Regions from separate parts of the Sus scrofa genome. Here all the other regions are linked to region 1. Evidence: chromatin contacts called from public HiChIP or PLAC-seq data. All regions are on one chromosome and are shown on one strand. The core of a region is the stretch at or near the end of the contact, and the rest is flanking DNA. Distances in the headings are between cores, read along the strand shown. Region 1 holds the start of LOC110256380. Region 2 has its middle 100 kb from the start of NTMT1. Region 3 overlaps C1H9orf50.

Region 1 (3,967 bases), core at 1,159-3,658:
CGACACAGGACTGGGTTCTCAACAGGCTCGAACAATGCTGGTTTCATGAAACGCAACCGAAGGCTGAACCAGGACAGAGCAACTTAGAAGCACACACACAAACACTACATCAGACCAGGAACTTAGTGAAAAGTCTCCAACACAGTCGGCGGTCCCAGCCCCTCCCTCCCTCGGGGCCGCCGGGGATCCAGGTGAAGAAATCGACTTCCTTTTTTGTTTAGTGAGGACCGCAGTGCTGGGCATGATGGGAAATGTAGTCGGCCGTGCCCGCCCCCCACCCCTTCCCCAAACAGTGTCCGATCGTGTCGGGGTGTCCGGCGCCACCCCCGAGTCTGGAAGGAGGGTGGAGGAGGGGAGGAGAACAGAACCAGAGGGGCGGAGAGAGGAGGGGTTCAAGACACCCGCCCCAGGAAGAAAAGAAAAAAAAAAAAAAAAAGTTGAAGTGTTTTCATTTCTGCCTTCTCATTTTGAGAACTTTGGAGGCCGCCCCCAGAGAGGAAATGTGACCCAAACGTCCCTTTCGGAGATAGAATTTGCCTTTGTTTTTGCTCAGGATTTCACAAGACTCATTCCTCACCCCTCGGAGGGACTCGGGAAAAACAGAGCGCCGGGCTTCCTGGGTCTGACAACTGATTGGAATCGGCGTCCCGGGCCCCGCGCCCTCCTGCGCTGCGCCCCCGGCGCGCCCTGGCGGTCCGGGCGCCCTGCCTCGCCCCCGACTGCCCGGCACCTCCTCCGGGCAGCAGCCCTTCCTCACGTGGCTGGCTCCTCGCTAAACACCACTGCAATCACTACAATAAAAAGAAGAAAAGAGTAGGAGAAACACAAAGCATACTTAAATAGGCGCTTTTTCTCTCTGCAAAAATAAAGTCCAAGATCTTAGATTTCTTTTTTTTTATTTTACAATTTATAAAACATCAGCCGTTTCCTTCTGCTTGCCCCCAGCTCAGCCCCGAGTGGCCGGGCGCCTGTTCGTTCCCTCCTCTCGCCCCTTGGCCGAGTCTTTGTCTGGCCCCAGCCCCGCGGGTCCCCGGGTCCCCGTGCCCTCGGGGGTCCCTAGAAGGCGACAATGGCTCGAGTCCAGGCGCCGAGGCTGGCGAGCGCCTGCTTGGCGCACAGCTGCCCGTTGAGCGGCGGCGGCTGCTCGGAGGAGTCCGGCTGTCGGCTCACCAGCCCCGAGAAGCCCGAGCCAAAGATGGAGATCAAGTTTGAGATGTTGGACGCGTCCGGGGACGAGTCCGGGCAGAAGTCCTCGAAGCGGGCGCGCTTGCAGGGGGCAAACGTGGCGCCCCCGGGGGGCTCGGCCCCCAGGTCGCCTGCATCGTCGTCGTCGTCCTCCTCCTCCTGGCCAGGGTAATACTTGCGCTTGCAGCCGGCAGCGGACGCCAGGCCAGGTCCCGGGGCGCCCTGGCCACAGCAGGGGCAGTGGGCGGAGGCGCAGCAGTCCTGGTGCAAGTAACCGTTCTCCACCGTGGTCACCACGTGAGTGTCCAGGTCCAGCACAGTGGTCTGGCTGCTGCAGTGCACGCCGAAGTCCGAGGGGGCCGGGTACGCGCCCCGGTAGAAGCCGGGGGAGGAGGCGGGGGCCGGGGAGGCGGGCGGGGAGGCGGCGGCAGCGGCCTGAGGGGCGGCCCCTGGGGGCGCGGAGGGCGCGGAGCAGGCTGCCGAGGCGCGAGGGTCCCGCGGGCAGAGCGCGGCGGGCGCGGGCGGCGGCAGCGGCGCAGGACCCGGCTGCAGCGGCTCCAAGGGCTGCCCGCGGTGGGGCGCGCCGTGCGGCGGCTGGAGCGCGGCGCACCCGGGCAGCTCCGAGAGCGCCCCCGCGCCGCCCGCGGGCGCCCCGGCCGCCGCCGCGCAGCCCCTGGGCGCCGGGTGCTGGTGCTGGTGCAGCTGCTGCTGGAGGTGCAGCTGGTGGAGCTGGTGGAGCTGGTGCAGCTGATGCCGGGCGGCCGGTTCGCGCGCCTCCGCGTCCCCGCCGCCGCCAAGTTGGAGCGGGCCGAAGTCGGCCGCGCTGGCCGGCATGCCCGGCGCCGCGTACGCGAGGTGCTGGTGCTGGTGGTGGGGCGGCTGCTGCTGTTGCTGCTGTTGCTGCTGCTGGCGCCGGTAGAGCTCGGCGTAGCGCTCGCTCAGGTAGAGCTGGCGCGCGTTGCGGAGCACGTAGGACACCAGGAGGTTCTTGTGCAGCTTGATGCCGCCGCGCTGGGTCCGGGAGCTGTGGATCTTGCGCAGGGAGATGCTGATCAGGCTCTGGGCGTCCAGGGCGCACTCCATGCTCCCGCGGAGACGGCGGCGGCAGAGCAGCCGCGGCCGCTGCTGCTGCTAATGCTGCTGCTGTTTCGGCCTCCAGCCGGCCTCCGGGACGCGCCGGGCACGGGAAACGGAGCCCGGGTCAGCGGGTCGGCTGCGCTCTGAGAGGAGCCGCCACCATGCGCTGCGCGCCACCCGCAGGTTCGTGCTCCCCAGACGGCGCCAAAGCAATGAGCCTCGGCCGGCCCCGGCCCCAGCTATTTAGCTGGGCGTCCGGGCCCCGCCCCACACCTGGTGAACCAATAACAGTGCCCAGAACCTCCCGAGTGACAGACGCTGCCCGCCCCGGGGCCACTCGGCTGGCCAATCAGACCAAGGCGGTTCCTTTGTGCTATTCAAATACCGAACGGACCCCGGGCCTCCAACGCCGTCGCTGCCTCGAATGTTCTCCTGGAGCCGCCGCGCAGCGCGGGACTCGGAGCCGCTGGGGCCGCTGTCTGCGACGTGGGTCGCCTCGCACCCGCCACGTTGGAACCCGCAGCCGCCCTCGGCCTAGTTCCTGGGAGCCGGGGGTCGGCTCACCTGCGTGCTGCGGCGACGACTCCTCCCCCTTCCGCACGGCTGGGCCTCACCTGCGGCAGGTGCGCACGGCTCCCACTCCCGGCCACGCGGCACCTCCTATCTCACCTGCTGCCCCTGAGTGACCCGTGGGACCCAAGGCCTTTGCAAGAGACTAGTGGGGCTGCCGGCTTGACCTTTGAGGACCCTCTGGGGGGAAAGAGATTTCAAGGTACCCAAAGCCGCGGAGAATGTTGGGCCTGATGCCTTGACTTTTTGACGGAGAAGCCCCAGGGAATACTTGGGGAACGGCCTCCCACCCCCTTTGTCTGATGGGAGAAGCCAAAACCTGGTAAATTTTGGTCTCCGCTGGTGGAGGAGTCTTGAGAGTCTTGGGCCTCAAACAGCTGAGGTCTAAACGAGTTCTGAGAGCCGGCATCCGCTGTCCTAATCACCAGTTCTGTAACCTTTCCTTTCCTCTCTAACCAATAAGAATGACAATAGGGACTATTATGTGCCTAGAATGGGCAGGCCCCTGCCACAAACGCCCTGAATCCTTTCTGGGGACTGCTTGCAGAGCAGGGACAGTCTCAGAGCAGTGGGGTTGACTCGTGGGAAATCACACAGCTCCTAAAGGGCGGAGCTCAGATTCGGGCCAGGACTGTGAACTCCAGACAGGAGGCTGATACCATGGGCTGAGAAACTCACCTGCTTATCTTTTGTTGACAATGTTTTGCCTTTTTTTTTTTTTTTTTGGCAGAGCTTGAGGCCTATGGAAGTTCCTGGGGCAGGGATCAAACCTGCACACCACAGCGACCTGAGCTGCTGTAGTGACAATGCCAGGTCCTTAACCCACTGCACCACAAGGGAACTCCACAAGGGATGGGAGGAGGTCCCAGGAGCAAACTTCTTGTTGTTTCGCCCTCTCCTTGGGTCTGCTCTTCTCAGCATGCTCATCCCTTGGTGGCTGTGAAGGGACCCAGCCAGCCCATCCTGCACTCTCTGGCTCTCCCTTCAGTCTTAAGAATTCCCCAGGTTTCTCCGTTTCCTCAGCTTTTCAGCATCTACTCAGTGCCAGGCATCCAGGGTAAAAACAGATTTAAGGAGCACTTACCCCATTTTTTAGACAAAACTTGGGGCACTGAGAGCTGAAGGGACTTGCCTA
Region 2 (3,600 bases), core at 788-3,287, 260 kb after region 1:
CAGAGGGCCCCGGACCGCAGCTCCTGTCCCCTTCTCTGCGTTCCCATAGAGCTCCCCAGGAGGGAGGGAAAAAGCTCCGGGGACATAGCAGGGACATGAGTTCCAGCCCAGCCCTGCGTGGGTGGAGAGGGGAGAACAGTCAGCTCGTTTGGGTGCTCGGAGGGGCAGGGTGGACGTGAGAGGGAGGGTGGCCTTGGCTCCCCCAGGGAAAGACACATCAGCCGGATTATTTGGTTTAGAGGCCTGGAGAAAGGCACATTCCAGAAGGAGAGAGAAGCATAGATCGAGGCTGCCTCGTGTCGTCTGGCTGGCTCTCCACTAGCCCAAGGATGACCAGGGCCGGGCCCTTCCCACCGTATGTGCACCTGGACCTCTGCGGCCAGACTGGGGGTCGGAAGCTGTCTTCCACCCTAGACCTGCACCCCTAGGGAGCATGCGCACAGAGAGACAGACACCCCCGTAGAGGCCTGAGCACCCCCTCCAGGGTGGAGATGACCCAAAGGGAACAGAATGGTGTGGGTTTCTCCTAAACGCAGAGAACCCCTGCTGCCAGAAACAGGAGGCACTTAAGCACTGGCTGGATGAACAAATGAATGAATGAATGAGTGAGTGATGGCGGCCCCCAGGCCCAAGGAGGAGGGCCAGGAGACTTGCAGACCGTCTGCCTGCTCCCTTGTGAAGCAAGACATCCTGTGTCCTGGGGAGCCCTTGGTGTGCAGTGGTGTGGGAGCCGGCTTCAAGAGGGGGAGACAATGGGGCACTGGGAGCCTGATGGGAGGGAAACAGGCCATGAGCTGTGTTTCTAGGGAAACACTCTAATACCTGGGCATGGGCAGCACTGGGGTGCCAGAGGGACTTTCAGGTACCCCCAGATTACCCCAGCTGGGACGCGAACACACGGTTCCACGGGGGCAGCACAGTGTGGTCGGTAAAGCTGGAGGCTCTGGACATTTCTGGGCTCCAGCTTCACCCCCACTGGCTACACCAGTGCCTCTGTGTCCTGGTCTGGGAGAGGGCCTGAGAGAGCCCCCTACAGCACAGGTTTGCAGGGAAGCTCTTGGGAGAGGTGCCAGCTCAGCACCTTCTGTCTGCCATTGTTATAAAACAGCAGCACAGGAGAGCAGGAAGCAGAGGGCACCCAGCAGCCAGGCCCTGGGCTCTGGTCCTTCCGCGCAACCCAGGGTCTTCCCAGGCCTCAGTTTCCTCATTTGTATGCTCAGATCCCGCAACCCTTCTCCCAGACCCTAGGTCAGACTGCAGGCACAGCTGCCTCCCCCAGACCTGCCCACTCATACACACACACACACTCATACACGTTCCGCTCAGACCCGGAAAGCACATCCCATCCTCACGCTCAGCCCCTCGCCCGGGGCATCCAGGTCCTTGCCACTCGGCCCTCACCCTTGCCCAGGGCACCCACACCCGCTCACACTCCTGCTCACACTCCCACACAACCCAGGTCGGCTGTGCACCAACTATTGTCGCGGGCGGGGCTGGGAGCGGGAGGGAAAAAAACCCACGACTCAGCCGGAGAAGAGGGGTGCGGGGGTGCGCGGGCGAGGGAAATGACAGCCCGCGGTCCCCCTCGAGTCCCGGCTCATGAATATTAATGCCGTGGTAATTAAAATGCAGGGACGCAGCAGGATGGATGCGGCTGCCTCCGGAGCGCTGGGGAGCGCGGCGTCCTCGGCGAGGCGTCTTCGCAGGCGTGTGGAACCCGCTCCTCGCCGGCGAGCGCGGGATCGGGCTCCGGGGCTCGGATCCGGGGCCGCGGGCAGGGGACGGCGGGGGCGGGGGGGGGGGGTCGGTGCTTTTCGGCGCGGCCGAGCGTGGCTGCCCGGCGTTCCCGCCCGTGCCCCTCCGCGCCCTGCCCCGGCCCGGGCTGCCCGCCAGGCCGCCGGTTCCCGGAGCCGGCCCCCTCCCGCCCTCGCGGCCCGGTGACGTCATCTGCACAAAACTTTCCGCTTCCCGGCCGTCTCGGGGCCCTGAGTCATCGCCGCCCCCGGCCCGGCCCTCGCCGTCTGTTTGTGCAGAGCTAGGCCCCGCTGGCCCCGGCCTGACGTCAGGCTGACAGGGCCTGGAACTGCGTGGGGCCCCTGAGGGCCGGGGACAGCCTCCGGGGTGGGGGCTGTGGAGCAGACCCCGGGGAAAAGCAACACACCGGGGGTCCAGGTTCAAATCCGGAGTCATCTTATGCAGATTGCCTGATCTCGGGCCAGTCCTCTGGGCTCTCTGAAAGTCCGGTTTCCTCCTTTGTCCCTTAGCAAATCTTCCCAGACTCCGTAAGTGGATTGTACAGCTGGGTGAACCCAGGCCCAGAGACGGGAAGGGACTGGCTCAAAGTCACACAGCGCTGGGGCAGCAGCCCAAGTTCTTGCCACCTTGCCACGTGCTCTTAGCCATGGGTGAGGACCCTTTGGGGCAGATGCTGAGAAAACCAGCTGCAGACATACAAGGTGGGGCTGGGGGCGGGGGCGGGGCACATTCCGGAGCACCACCGCCTGGGCATGAGTCCTGGCGAGTTTTCTCAGCGCTAAGAGCAGGACTCCTAATCTAGAATAATAGCCATGTGGAATCTACCAGGATACAGGATCAAATGAGAAAGGATCATCCCATGGGAAGGCTGGGGAGCAGCTGTCGGCACATGAGTAAGCTGCTGATCCCCGTTGCAGTCAGGTGACGGGGCCATTTTGGAGTCAGATCACCCGGGTTCAAATCCTGGCTCTCGTTGTCCCTCCTCCAGTCCCTTCTTTGTCCCCTCAGGCCAGTTACTAACTGCTGTGCCCTGTGCCAGGGCTGCCGTTTTCAGCATCTCCGGCCTCCTGGGTTGCTGGGAGAGCCTGTGAGCAAATGCCCACTCCATCCTTCACCAGAGGCACACACAGAGCATGCGGAAAGCATGGGCAGTTCTTAGGCTCTTCCTTGGGTCTTCGGCATATCATCTTGGGACCCAGTTTATAGATGAGAAACTAAGACCCTTTTGGCTCCTGCTGTCAGGGGCGGAGCAGGAATTATTAGGCTCAGATCTGGGATCCCAGACCGTACAGCTTCCCAGATGCATGGCCAGGGCTCTGGTTGTTCTCCAAACTCACTCCCACCTCCATCCAGCATCTGCCTCTGGTCCAGGCCTGCCCCTCCCGCCCGGTCAGTGTGGATTGACCCCTCGGCGCACCCCCCACTCCTGCCCACGCACACCCTTAAGCTATCAGAGAAAGACCCGCCCTGTACCCCCACATCCTTGCTTCTCCCTTCCTGCCCCCCCTCACCCCCCAGCCTCACTGGAGACATTATCAAGTACTCCAGTGCTTGGGGTGGCCTCTTCTTGCCTAGAGGCTTTTGCAGGGCTGTTCCCTCCCTCCCTCTGCCTGGAACACCCCCTCTGCTCCCCCGTTTTCCCCCTCAGCTCTTCCCCTGGGGAGTGTCCCAGGTACCACCACCCCACAACACACACACCCACAGCACACACTCCCCCACATCACACAGACCATACCACACAGGCAGAGACACACCCCATTACACAGATCACAGACGCACACACACACACTCCATATGCCATAGACGGCAGACACATACCCCGCACGCATCACACAGACCCTTCCA
Region 3 (3,919 bases), core at 1,237-3,736, 350 kb after region 1:
GTGGTGGGGGCGATTCGATAAATGGCAGAGGCAGAGGGTCTGGAAATAGCAGTGGGCAGCACCCCCCCCGGGGGGGGGCTGGGGTAGAGGGTGTGTGTGTGAGTATGTGAGTGTGTGGTCCAGGTCTGACCTTTTCCCCATCTCACTGTCATCAGCGCCCCTCCACCCCCCGCTGCCCTGTGCCCCCAAAGCCCTGGACATTCCATCACAGCACCTGTCCCTGCGCCCTGGAATTGCCTGTTTGAGTCCATGTCCCTCACCAGACTGTGGCCTCCTGACGGCAGGGCTGCTTATTCTGGTGCCCACTGTGTGCCCAGGGCCCCAGCGTGGTGGGGGGACCCACAGTAGGTGCAGCATGGAAGTGAATAAGCCCAGTTCTCTCTCAGTGCCACATCTCCAGGAACCAGGTCCCTGCCTGGAGTCGGGATCTTTCCACTCCCCCGGGGGCCCAGCCCGCCCTCTGAGGGATTCCCAGGCTTCAGGCTCCCAGGATCCTTTGCTCCTGCCCTCTCACCCGCCAGGCTCCGCATCCTCCCCAGAGGCCACTTCCTGAAACACCTCTCTCCTCCTGCCTTGCCGCTCTCCCTGCCTCTGCGGTGCCCCCTGTGCTGGAGGATGGACCCCCAGCAGGAAGGGTCCTCCAGACCACCCTGCTTGCCCCGTGGAGAGGGAGCCGCACGGTGGTCTGCTGGCGGCTCTTCTGGCTGAACTTGAATCCTGACTCCAACACTTAAGAACCAAGCGACCTTGAGAAAGAGCTGAGCTTCTTTGGACCTCGGTTTCCTCGTCTGGATGAGACAACGCGGGGACGTGGGGCTGAAGGCTGGGCCCTGGCAGAGGACACGTGTGGACCTGGTCCCAGCTCCTGCCCTTGGCCGATCCTGGGCAAGACCCCCAGTCTTCTCTGGGCCTCAGTTTCCTTATCTGGGGGAGGGGGAGGAAGAGGCCCTTGCAGGGGGTGGAGAGGCCAGACTGCCCAGGGGAAGGAGCAGTGATTTTCCTGCCTCTCCCACTGCTTGCTTCTGCCCTGGGTTGGGAGTTACTCCTCCCTCTCCCCACCCCCAAAACTAGACCCTGCTCCCACCCTGGTTTGGCACAAGTCCACCCACAGCCCTGGGCAGGGGTGCGGGGTGCAATAGCAAGGGAGCTATTGCCCAGAGCGAGAAGGGCAGACAGGAACTGGCAGAGACCAGTGTGTGTGTGTGGGGGGGGTACACCTGCCTTTCCCCCCTCCCCGAGATTCAGGGGGATCTGAGGTTGGCACCAGCTCCAGCCACGGCTGCTTCCCCCACCTTCCAGCCAGGCTGCTCCCTGGAGCCCAGGAAGGACTGGCCACCTGCCAGCCCCGAGTGGAAATGTACCAGAGAAAAGGACCCTGCCAGGGACCCCGGGGAGGGTCCATCCCTTCCCTGCAGCACTCCTCTCACCCCCCCCTTCTTAGTCACCCCACGTTCAGGTGCAAGCTCTGCCTGCAGAGGAGCAGCAGGGGCGTGTTGGAAAGGTCTGCAGAGGGCGGGGGAGGGGGCTGCATATGTGGCCTCGAAGTTAGCAAGTGGACCTGGGAATGTGGGGGCTGGGGTCGCTAGGAGACCCTAACAGTGGGAGGGTGTGCGTGGGGGTCCTCCGTGAGTATATGATGTTTCTAAGTGCTGTGTGTGGGGGGGGTGGTACCCGGGGACATGTCTTTGTGGGGCGTGTGTCTGTGGAGCATCCTTACGCCGTGTGTTCATATATGTGTGTTGCGTGTTTCTCTGATGTCTGTGTCGTGTGTGTGTGTGTGTGTGTGTGTGTGTGTGTGTGTCGTGGGGGGGCGGGGGGTGCGCGCGCCCGCGCGGGGCGCGTCTCCGAGGCGCGGTCCGCGGCTGCCCCTTCGTGTCCCCGATTCTGTTGGGAGTGGTGGGAGGTGAGGCTCGAAGCTGCCGCTCAAGGTCCTCTTGACACAGAATCCATGTTTGTCGAGGAGGGAAAGAGGGAGCGTAGGGAAGAGAGGGGAGGAGAACCGGGAGCGGGAAGGAAGAAATGAAGCTGGGGGGGCGGTGGGGGGAGCGGGAGGGGAGGGGTCCCCGAGAAGCCGGGCTGCGGAACCCCATGTGGCCGCCAGCCGAGTGCCCAGCTCCACCCCTCCCGGCAGGTCCCATCTTAGGGACCCGAACTCGGCACCCCACGCACCCAACCCACCCCGCCGCCCCTGCGCGTCGCACGCGGGCCTCAATTTCCAGTGCCCGAGGCCGACGGCTCTGTTGCAAGTTGAGCAGTTTTTTGGTTTAACAAAAAGCGAGAAAGGGAATCTGGGGGTCGGGGGAGCCCCTCCCCCCCAACTCCCGAGGCCCGGCCTTGACCTCGGGCAGGTGGAAGGAGGCGGCGCGGCGCGGGACGGGAGACACCGGCGCAGCGCGAGGGGAAAAGTTTCCGACCCTTTAGCAAGAGGCTGAGAAGTTTCGGCCGCGCCGAGCGGCGTCAAAGCCAGGCCAACACTGCCCCCGCGTGGGCGCGGCGCGGCGCTGCAGCCGGTGGCCGGCTTGGGGTCCCCCGCGGCCCTGCAGGGGAAACTGAGGCTCAGAGAGGGCGAGGGGGGCGCTGTGCAAAGCCACGGGGAGGAGATGCAGTAGAATCAGGCCTCCTCTGGTACCCGCGGGCTCTCTAAGAAATAGAAATACTGGGCGGGAGCGGCGGGGAGCATCGCGGAAGTCAGGGGATTGAAATCCCACTCCAGTCTTTAGTGAAGGGGTGTGGTAGCACTGCCCCAGGGTTTGTAGATCTTTAGCCTTATGTTTTGGAGCCATGGAACCCCTTCAAAACAGGCCTCCTCCATCCACAACCTGTTCTGGCCCTAACATCCCCGGGGGCCCGTCCAGCCCAAATCCCACCCTTTCCTATTCAGGCCCTTGTCTGGATGTGGATTCCGTGGTTGTTTCCTCACTGCCCAGGAGGTGGCGATAAAGACCTCGATCCTGGGCTGGGCGAGGGGTTGGAGCCAAAGAGCTGCTGAGAAGGGGGGGGGGGTGGTGGCTCAAGCTTTGCCCAGCAGTTGGAATGCGGGTGCGTGGCAGGTTCAAACCCGGCAGACAGGCGAATGGGGGCAGCACTGCTGGGTCCGTGCAGCGGTCAGATAAACCCCAGGCAGTTCCTTGTCTTTGGTCACCTCCTGATAGGACTCTTAGACATTGCCCGCCTCACAGCACTCCCCCCATCCTCTGCCCCACCTAGAAGAGAAACATCTGGCACTTGCCTACCCAGATGCTTGCCCTCCAGACCAGATGGTGAGAACCTGGCCTGGGGAACGTGAGACAAATGTTTGTCCCTTGGGTCAAAATCTGGACGCCCTCACCCCACGGGGTAGTCAGCAAGCAGCCTTTGGTTCTAGTCAAAGATGGTGGCTGGGGTGGAGGAGTCAGCCCAGGTCGGTGCCTGCTTCAGGTTCGGGCTGATCCAGGGTGACAGAGGCTTGGTCCCAGGTATGAAGTGGGTGGCAGGGTCTCCCACCTCCCAGAAGAGGGGCTCACTGGAACAAGCCTGACCCTTGAAGACGCCTTGCCTCCACCCCTCAGCTTCATCTCAGCTGTGACTCTGCCCCTTCCCTCCCCCTGGGGTCCAGGACCCCTGAAGATCAGAAACCAAGCACCTGGACAGGCTTGTAGGGGGAGACCTGGCAGCAGGTCCCAGCCACCTGGGATGTGCGTTTATTTGTGGGTCAGGGAAGGCCTCTCCTCACCCCCGCCCATGGCCATGCCTGGGCTTTGGCACAGCGGCCATTCACCTCCGAGTGCGGTACGATGCCGAAGGCAGGAGGAGCTGGTACCCCTTCGGGCGGCCTCGTTTCAGGACCGTGTGCAAGACCAAGCTGGGCAGGAAGGACTCCTAGAGCCAGAAGGAGGACCAGCTGGGGGTTTGGGGGGCCTCTGGTCAGGATCTGGGGTTC

Evidence for each region. HiChIP or PLAC-seq counts read pairs in DNA pulled down with a chosen protein or histone mark.
Region 2: a contact with region 1 is called in an H3K27ac HiChIP or PLAC-seq map of alveolar macrophages. The contact joins the enhancer-like site here to the promoter of LOC110256380 in region 1. A contact is called at or near these places in 3 of 5 promoter capture datasets (fetal liver, fetal skeletal muscle and liver), 7 of 47 Hi-C or Micro-C datasets (embryonic fibroblasts, fetal heart ventricle, fetal skeletal muscle and 3 more) and 2 of 2 datasets of contacts at active chromatin or transcription factors (alveolar macrophages and skeletal muscle).
Region 3: an H3K27ac HiChIP or PLAC-seq map of skeletal muscle shows a contact between it and region 1. The contact joins the enhancer-like site here to the promoter of LOC110256380 in region 1. A contact is called at or near these places in 4 of 5 promoter capture datasets (fetal skeletal muscle, liver and skeletal muscle), 15 of 47 Hi-C or Micro-C datasets (alveolar macrophages, embryonic fibroblasts, fetal heart ventricle and 9 more) and 2 of 2 datasets of contacts at active chromatin or transcription factors (alveolar macrophages and skeletal muscle).

The regions. Positions count from the first base shown.
Region 1 is chr1:269,453,043-269,457,009 of Sscrofa11.1, forward strand. It overlaps LOC110256380, which reads left to right and starts at 2,409. Exons shown (of 3, transcript XM_021070004.1): 1 at 2,409-2,885. The coding sequence starts at 2,424. IER5L (immediate early response gene 5-like protein) reads right to left here and starts at 2,482. Exons shown (of 1, transcript XM_005674588.3): 1 at 878-2,482. The coding sequence starts at 2,268. The coding sequence ends at 1,057.
Region 2 is chr1:269,715,629-269,719,228 of Sscrofa11.1, forward strand. No RefSeq gene overlaps it. Among named protein-coding and RNA genes, the nearest start is that of NTMT1, 100 kb to the right of the region's middle. Within about 2 kb of position 2,038, at least 71 of the 83 cell types and tissues checked have an H3K27ac peak or open chromatin away from gene starts, as enhancers often do. A contact at or near this core is called in alveolar macrophages, embryonic fibroblasts, fetal liver and 4 more, where this site is marked.
Region 3 is chr1:269,805,310-269,809,228 of Sscrofa11.1, forward strand. C1H9orf50 reads right to left here. Exons shown (of 13, transcript XM_021085475.1): 13 at 3,636-3,858. The coding sequence ends at 3,754. Among named protein-coding and RNA genes, the nearest start is that of NTMT1, 13 kb to the right of the region's middle. Within about 2 kb of position 2,487, at least 39 of the 83 cell types and tissues checked have an H3K27ac peak or open chromatin away from gene starts, as enhancers often do. A contact at or near this core is called in alveolar macrophages, retroperitoneal adipose tissue, skeletal muscle and 2 more, where this site is marked.